2 separate regions of the Mus musculus genome follow, and region 1 is linked to region 2. Evidence: chromatin contacts called from public HiChIP or PLAC-seq data. All regions are on one chromosome and are shown on one strand. The core of a region is the stretch at or near the end of the contact, and the rest is flanking DNA. Distances in the headings are between cores, read along the strand shown.

Region 1 (4,003 bases), core at 62-2,561, 960 kb after region 2:
ACAAATGAGAATAGAATTAGATGTTAGGGTAGAGTTCATCCAAAACCAAACAAAATGGTCCTGATTCAAACTCTGGTTTTTATGGTGTAGACTGACAGAAAAGAGAGAATACAAGGAGACTTCGGAGAAGGTTGTCACAGGGTGGCCTGGGGGTGTTGAATGGCATCCAAGATCCATGTGGAAATGCACGGCAGTCAGCCGTTTCTGCTGATTAGAGTTTTGTTTTGTTAGAGGAGAATTATATGGTAGTAGCTAGGTTGCACTGCCCTCATGGGCATTAAATGGCATACGTTGGCTTCTCAAACTCTTCCCCTACCCACTCTCACCTGTGTTTCCCATCATCCCTTGTGGTTAGTGAAATGGCCATGAGGACAGTAGAGCGAGTGCTTCACTCAGCCTACTGATGTGTCCTAATGCTGACCGAACTGGAAACCCTGCTCGATCTCCTTTACTGCTTCAGTGATGTCAAAGCTGTGACATTAGCTCGAATGTACACAGAGGTGTTTGGGAAAAAGGACAATTCAAACTGAGAAGTAATCTTGACAGTAAACCTAGGCTGTAGATTGCTCTCATGGTGTCCTAGTGTCTGCTGATGCATCTTGAGTATGTTTAAGGTATGGTGGGCCCAGCAGAGGCGTTCATAGGGCAGTTGTGTTAAATAGCTTTGTGTTTCATTTTGTTCTGTTGAAATAGGATCTCACTGCTATCCTGTGCTGTCCTGAAACTCCAGATCCTTAGGCCTTACCTTCCACCACAGCACATGTACACACACACACACACACACACACACACACACACACAAAAGTGTTATTTTCAACTTGTTTTTAAACGTGAACTGGGTTTACTGGCTCAAAACGGGGCTTTTAGCATTAGAAGCACCCAGATCTCTGCTTTCTGATTCCGTCATTTCTATATCATATCGCACAGTGATATCTTTTGAAGCTGCAGGTAAGAAGAGTGAACTGTTTTTCAGTCACGGGAACTGGGTTAGAATTGCATAAAGACTGTTGCGTATTAATAGGTTTTCTCCATTGAAGGACATGCCAACTCAAACAAAATTGAAAGTAAAAGGGTGCAGATTTATTTGGGGGCAGCTCTCAGGAGGATTCCCTGATTCCAAGGAGTGGGGCCAGGGAAACTGCCAATTGGCATGCCAAGATAGAGAGATAGAGATGGATTTAGGTAAAGGTACAGAGGTAGGTATTGATATATCATGCAAAATATCTGGATTATAAAGGGAAGAGCCTTTGGGGAGGGGGAGGCTTAGCCTCTGGGGTAGAAAGTTCTGGGTAGAGGGTGGGGTGTGCCAGGCACACCTTAGAATTTAAAGTCAAGGTCTACTTTGATATGTTAAATAGGAACATAGGCTGCTTGTCCAGGGTCTGAAACCCACCTTGCAACCATTGCAAGCTATTATAATGGAAAATCAGACAAGAAGTGTGTAAAGCTCAGTGGCTAAGAGCACTGGCTGCCCTTCCAGAGGATGTGGGTTTGGGTCCTAGCACCCACACGGTGGCTCATAACCATCCAGTTCCAGGAGATTTGACACCTGGCTTCCTTGGGCCCCAAGCATGTACACGGCTCACAGACAAAACACCCACATGCTAAAAACTAAATCTTAAAAATGAGAAAAATTCCACAAGACCTTTACAAATGACTCGAATTATAATTACCAACAGCCTTATGAGAACATACTAATTCTACAATGACCAACTCAGCTGCCTCTCTGGTGGCTGTGGCTCGAGGAAGAGCTGTCCCTGCCCCTCACCTGGGCAAAGCAAGGGGCTTGGGTGAGGGAGAACTGGAGGGCTGACCAACTCAGGTCCCACTCAGGTCCAGAGCTAGGGCCCACCTGGGAGAGTCGGCCCACTCCAGCATCTATCCTGTCTACTATGAACTGCTTGAGCACATGAAGGGGCTAGCCTGGCAGAGCCAAAGCTACAGGGTCTCAGAGACACAGGGCAACAGCGGGATAGCCGAGAGGAGTCCTGATTAAGTCATAAGTCATAAGCCTTGCACCTTGAACTTGCAATGAATATTTGTAAGAAAAGCTGTTTGGACAAAAAAGCATACTAATGCAATGTTCTGTGACACACTGCAGCTTTTACAGCGAGATGCTTTTATTATTTTTGTTTTGTTTTGTTTTGTTTTGTTTTGTTTTGTTTTGTTTTGTGACAGGGTTTCTCTATGTAGCCCTGGCTGTCCTGAAACTCACTTTGTAGACCAGGCTGGTTTCAAACTCAGAGATCCACCAGTCTTTGCCTTCTGAGTGCTGGGATTAAATGCTGTGCCATCACTGCCCATCTATAATGCTATTTTTAAAAGAGACAGAAAGGAAAAATAGTCCAGAGGACCGTATAGTGTCCATTTCAAACTTTTAGAAACCTGTAATCTCCAAAAATGCAAAAATTTAAGAACATAGGATTAGGGGGATGGAGGCAGGAGACAGAAGAACATCGGGTAGGAGTTATGTAAAAGCTGTTTGTTGTGTCCATTTCTGCCCTTTGTTATTTATCGTCATGATAAAAACAAGGCCAGGTGTGAGGCTGTGTGCTTCTAATCCCAGCGATCAGATGGCATAGGTAGAAAGGTGAGTTTAAGGCGACCTCAGCTACATGGATGAATTCTGGGCTTGCTTATGCTGGATGGCAGCCTGTCTTAAAAATGAAATCAACCCAAAATTTGAAAACGCAGATATTTAAGCCCTTATGCAGATGTGCTCTTATGCGGAGTTATGCTGTGAAACTTCAGCACAGAAATTCTGAACATACATTTTTTTAATATAAAGGTAAAAACAACAGTTTGCCTTCAGGATCTCTTTCATAATAAATAATTCCCATCAAAATTTGTCTTAGCATTTGTAACCAAGAAGGAAAGATAAGTAGGAGAAATGTGGCAAGCTATGGAGAGAATAGGTTTATTCATAGATTCCTCCAGTGTTTATTGGGCATCACTTACTGCAAGGCATGCGAAGGTGGGAGAAGATAATCCCACTCTTCCTGTTTCAAAATCCTAGAAAATTGTAAACATCTACAGACTCCTAAACTCCCTGGTGAGCAAGGCTTATTGGTAACCCCCAGATTGGGGATGCATTTCAAAACTTAAAAAAAAAAAACTCCAGAGGGAAATGGGCAGCTCTACCTGTCTCCTGCAACTGTAGGGCAGCCAATTCCAGGAGCACTAATGAATATTTCCTACAAAGGATGAAGGAGCCACAGCCTTTCAGAGCTTTTTTTGTTGTGGGAGAAGTAAGTTGATGTGCCCTGGCATCCCTAGAGCTGTGGTTTTCATGTTTCAACATGGTGATAATTCTTTTCAAGGTTCAAAACTGGTGTGAGATGACATTTGATGTGTTCAAACCCATTGGTTGAATGGATAGACAGTCTCAATGCATAGACAGACATCGGAATAATCTTTTTCATTTTTAAGTTTTGCTTGATAAATGGTGCAATGCTCATCTTGCACAGACTTGCAAAGAATGTTGAAAATTACTGGCCACAGAGTGGGATGAAACCTGTATCAAACCTAGCAGGAAAAGTTATGGAAATACTCAACTGTACCCTCTACCGTATGCAGAAGAATGGAGATGTTCAAGTTTCAGGATACAACATCTAAGGTTTTTAATTGCTTGGTATGAAAGAAACCAGGGCTATACTGCATTTTCGTATCTCTGTGATACAAAGCCTGTGTGTGTAGTGGTATCATGTTACTGACTGATACTGTCATGCATGCATATATGACTGCAAATGGATAAATTCCCCACAGCACTATATCCTGAAAGACAGTAGTAGTGAAGAGACCTCTTCTTAGTGGGCAGAACTTTAGAAAGTGGATTTGGATACACACACTGATTGCAAGCAAGAGGGCCCCAAGAGTTCCTGCATATCAATGCTTGGGCTGTGGCCACTGGTTCAGTGAATGGTCAGAGACGTGGAAGGAACATGGTTGGAAAAAGAGTGACAAGGACACGTGGGGAAGAGGTGTATGGGCTAAGCCTCTCTGA
Region 2 (4,337 bases), core at 529-3,028:
AAAACTTTAAGCTGTAGGAAAACTTTAAATAAGATCTGATGACTAATGAATATGAAAACTTTGTAACCCTACATAACCAAAGTGTGAATTCAATTTTTTATAAGTATACATAATTGCAATATTTATTTTTATCACATATCATCTTAGAATTCTGCTTGAAATTCTCTGCCAAGACAGAGAAAAAAGACTAGAAAACTAAATACTAGTGACTCCCAGCTGGAGGTGAATTATCTTGCCCCAGGACATTTAAAGATACCTGGAGATTTGGGGGATGCTATATCAGCATCAGGGATAGACGTGCAGGACACTATGAAACATTCCGCAAAGCATGACAGCATCCCTGCCACTCCAAATAGCTAACCTACCTGAATTGTCCACAGTGCTCTCGCTGAGGACACTGGTGACACACAGAGTTAGAAACCATGCTCATCTCTGGTGAGGGTTCCAAAACAGTAGGCTATGTGAGGAGTAGTGAATTCACACTTGATGATATTCTGATACCTACCATGTGTAAAGCCTTCTAGTTGGTGTGTTAATCAGTTCTTGATTTGTCCTGTTTATACTCTGGAGATTTGTGGAACTATCAGACTATAACATCTTGAATGGGAAGTTCAAATGTAAAATTGGAAGGCTAGGGCAGGTATAACAGAGCTACTACATATGTGACAGAAGTAAATATAACAACCAATCTGACAGGAGATGTTCTGTCTCACAGTTGTGTAGTGGGACACTGATTGCCATGACAACGTTGCTGTGAGTGGGTGTGGGGTCCTCAGAGCTTCTGTGACTCACTGCCAGTCTTCCTGGGAAGGCTTTAGATTCACCTTTGACACCGCCAGCCTTTCTGTTGTTAACCTTCCGCAGAGCTCTCTGGTTCTGTGTTCTGCCTCACAGCTGATGGGTTGCCCGGTTCTCTCTGATAACTTCTCATCGTTCTGTGCCGTGGGTGGGTGCATTGCATCCTGCTAAGACTTCCAGAGTTTCTGTTCGGAGGTTTCCTGTCTTCGGTTGCTTTTATTCGCTTCTGTGTTTTTCTTCATGCCAATGGCTTTTCTTTATTTGTTGTAAATTTCTAAAGATGAAGGACTAGTTGTATGACTTACCTATTCTAATGTGTGGACAGCTGTAATCTCACTCATTCATTTGCCCACGCATACTTATTAAAACTTTACATTTGTGGCTAGGACAAACAATGTGCAGTTTATATTTAGGATAAACAAGAAAACTATGTCAGGACACTTGCCAAAGTGAGAACAGCTGGCTGGGGCTGCACGCTAGCAGCCTTCGCTCTTCCAGTGTTACTTTTGGAGACTGCTTCTGCTTCTCCTGGCTGCCCCCAGGAGAAGTGCTGGGCAAACCCCTGTTATTTAGGGCTTTCAGCCTACTTGGCTTTTTTTCTAACCTTCGAATCTTTATTTATCCCAGGGTTCTTTCAGTTTGACTTCGACCAGATGTGCTGGTTACAGGTTCATAGCTTTTATCATAGCAAAGATGACATCCACATGAACGACCTCACACACTCCAAAGGAAAGTCTGTCCCTACATGTTCCTAGACATTTTCCATTGTATGAAAGTTTAACATTTCTAATATATTCTTTTCAAGCTTACCAGTGGCCCTCGCAGCTGCTAATGCCAGTGGCCAGTTCTTCTCCTTATCTTCCTTGACCGATCACCAGCTTTGAATACATCTGGTTACTTCCTAATGCGTGGTTTCCTGGACACCACACTCTGTTGGGTTTTTTCTTATCTTGCGAGTCAGTCCTCTTTCTTTCCTTATGCTAGATGCTTCCTGGTCCCTGACAGGCTTAAATAGACTGTTCCCCCACAGCTCTGCTCTTTCTTCCCCTGCATATGCCAGCATCTTTGGTACTCAGGTAGCAGTGACTGTCTGATGTCTTAGACTTATCCTAGTCATCTTTCCTGAGCTCCAGTTGTGCGCAGTCCATTATTGTAGCCCCTGAGCCTCATGTGAATGTTGAGTACATGAAATATCACTCGTGTGACTTAGGAACTCAAACCTTAATTTTAACACTGTGCATGGCCTGTGGGTACTGTATAGACTTCAGTTCTCTTCTGTCTACTTCTACTCAAGTCTATATCTGATCCCAAGAAAATCATTTGGTAAAGGATTGTTGCTTTAATTGGATGTGAGTAATGCTCTTAATTACAAACTTCCTTAGTTAAGAGTTTAGGATCTTTTATCAACATGACTCTGACACTATTACTAAAAGAAAGCGTTTGTAAATTCTACACTCCGGAGGCAGAGGCAGGAGGATCCGGAGCTAAAGATCAGGAGGGAGTTTGAGGCTAGCTTGGCCAGCAACTTTCACAGAAATTGTGTTTATCTCCTACTTCTATCAGTTAGGTCAGAGCATGAGAGTCTAGTAGCAGTTAGCAGAGAGAATTTAGTCTGTACATAAGCTATGGCCTTGAGTGGTCTTTTTTATATTAGAGATGAAAAGTAATATTTACTTTTCAAATAAAAATATGTAAAGTTCTCTAATTTTCCACTACATTTTAGAAAGGGAAACAAAGCCCTGTGTTCAATGACGCACACTTCAGGAATCTCGTCTGAATTCTTCCTCAAATGATCCATGGGTATTATTTCAAAAGAGAGCTTTGTAGGTGTACTGACTAAAACTGTTAGGCGGCAAAACCTCTTCCGTTCCATCAGCTGAAGCGGAGGACTGAATAATCAATCAGGCCAAAGTGCTCCGTGCCTGTGAGTTAGCACTGTGCCTCCAGGGAGGAAGAGAGGGGACTTTGGTTCACTCAAGGCGGGGTGAGAGGAGCAAGGAGAGGAGGCTCTGGTAAAATGGCTGAGTCATGTTGACATGAGAACAAGACTTTCACTGTCTTAATAGGCTTTCTTCAACCATTGATTGCATTTTACCATCTTTATAGTTTTCAAATGAAGTTGACAACTTCGCATATTTTCACATAATAAGGCATATAAATTAATATTAGAATTCATTTCAAAGTACTCAAATTTAGGACAAGTTGTTCTTTACTTTCTTTTCTGATAATAAACTTACTGCGTGTTTTTTTAAAGAAAATGAGTACAGCCTTGTCCTCAGGCCACTCGTTCACTGCTCGCAGCTCCCATGATGCTTTGCGGTGAGAGCCTCCCCTCCCCTCCCCCCTCCCAGCCTTGTGCAGCCGGCACTGCTAGCATTTCCCACCAGTGTTTGTAGCAACCATTCTGATTCTACAAATGGGAAGGTTTTTTTTTTAAGTATTTTATTTGCTACCTGACTTAGAGTGGGTGCATCTGTAACTAAAGTAGTGAGTGTCTATGATATCATAAAAGTTACTGGTAGTGTTTTCATAAATAATAATTCCTCTTTCCTTTATAAATTCCTGTGACTCAGGGTAATTCTTCATTAGATCTATTACAGGATAAAGCCTGGTTTTAAGCATCTTAAGTTGTATCTACCGGCTGGAGAGATGGCTCAGTGGTTAAGACTGCTCTTCCAAAGGCCCTGAGTTCAAATCCCAGCAACCACATGGTGGCTCACAACCATCTATAATGATAACTGAATCTCTTCTGGAGTGTCTGAAGACAGCTACAGTGTACTTACATATAATAAATAAATAAATCTTAAAAAAAAAAGTTGTATCTACTACGAGCTTTGGGAGGAAGAGAGCTGCCTACATTTTCTCATTTACTCTCCTCAGGCTGAAGAGAGTATCTGTACTGGAATAGTCCCAGGGCTTCCCTGAGAGAACTTAAGAGCTTTTGCATTTTGTGGTTTAGTCAGTTTGGGGTGAGTAGTGAGTGTCTATGATATCATAAAAGTTACTGGTAGTGTTTTCTGAAAATGAATATCCATCACTTATTGAAAGTCGTCAGCTAAAAATGGAGATGAGATTTAGGAGTCTGGCCTTCTGGGAAGGAGAGACCTCAAGATCAAGAAAGTGTAGAGTTGTATTTTCCAGAATTTTGGTGCATTTTCAGGAAGCTTTTTCCTTGAATGAAAACTGAATGAAATGTAAAGAATCACTCTTTATGTTGTTCTTAGTCAGCACCTTGCCTGCCCATCTCAGAGCCAGGGTGATGACACATTCAGAAACTGACAAGGGAGTGCATGAGGTGACTGTCAGCATTTTACAGTCATGTCAGAGGCTCTGTGTTAGGAGTGTCCAGCGAGTGGGCTATGTGCTCATTGCAATGCACTTCTTTCTCTCTGAAAACACTGTCATAAGAAGGAAACCTAAGAATGACTTTTGAACAGTTCTTACCTTTTTTGAAAGTAGTTTCAAAAGCACTATATTTTTGGCAGAAATACTCTAATGAAAACTGTTCCTTGGTTTAGAAAATAATTACTTTTCTTAGA

Evidence for each region. HiChIP or PLAC-seq counts read pairs in DNA pulled down with a chosen protein or histone mark.
Region 1: a contact with region 2 is called in an H3K27ac HiChIP or PLAC-seq map of embryonic stem cells, with 5 times the contacts expected there. The contact joins two enhancer-like sites. A contact is called at or near these places in 5 of 115 datasets of contacts at active chromatin or transcription factors (astrocytes, embryonic stem cells, epiblast stem cells and 1 more).

Annotation. Positions count from the first base shown.
Region 1 is chr10:21,981,055-21,985,057 of GRCm38.p6, forward strand. All of the region lies in intron 3 of Sgk1 (serum/glucocorticoid regulated kinase 1), which reads left to right. Among named protein-coding and RNA genes, the nearest start is that of Gm34267, 76 kb to the right of the region's middle. Within about 2 kb of position 1,312, at least 16 of the 459 cell types and tissues checked have an H3K27ac peak or open chromatin away from gene starts, as enhancers often do. A contact at or near this core is called in embryonic stem cells, where this site is marked.
Region 2 is chr10:21,025,248-21,029,584 of GRCm38.p6, forward strand. All of the region lies in intron 18 of Ahi1 (Abelson helper integration site 1), which reads left to right. Among named protein-coding and RNA genes, the nearest start is that of Gm20149, 17 kb to the right of the region's middle. Within about 2 kb of position 1,779, at least 51 of the 459 cell types and tissues checked have an H3K27ac peak or open chromatin away from gene starts, as enhancers often do. A contact at or near this core is called in embryonic stem cells, where this site is marked.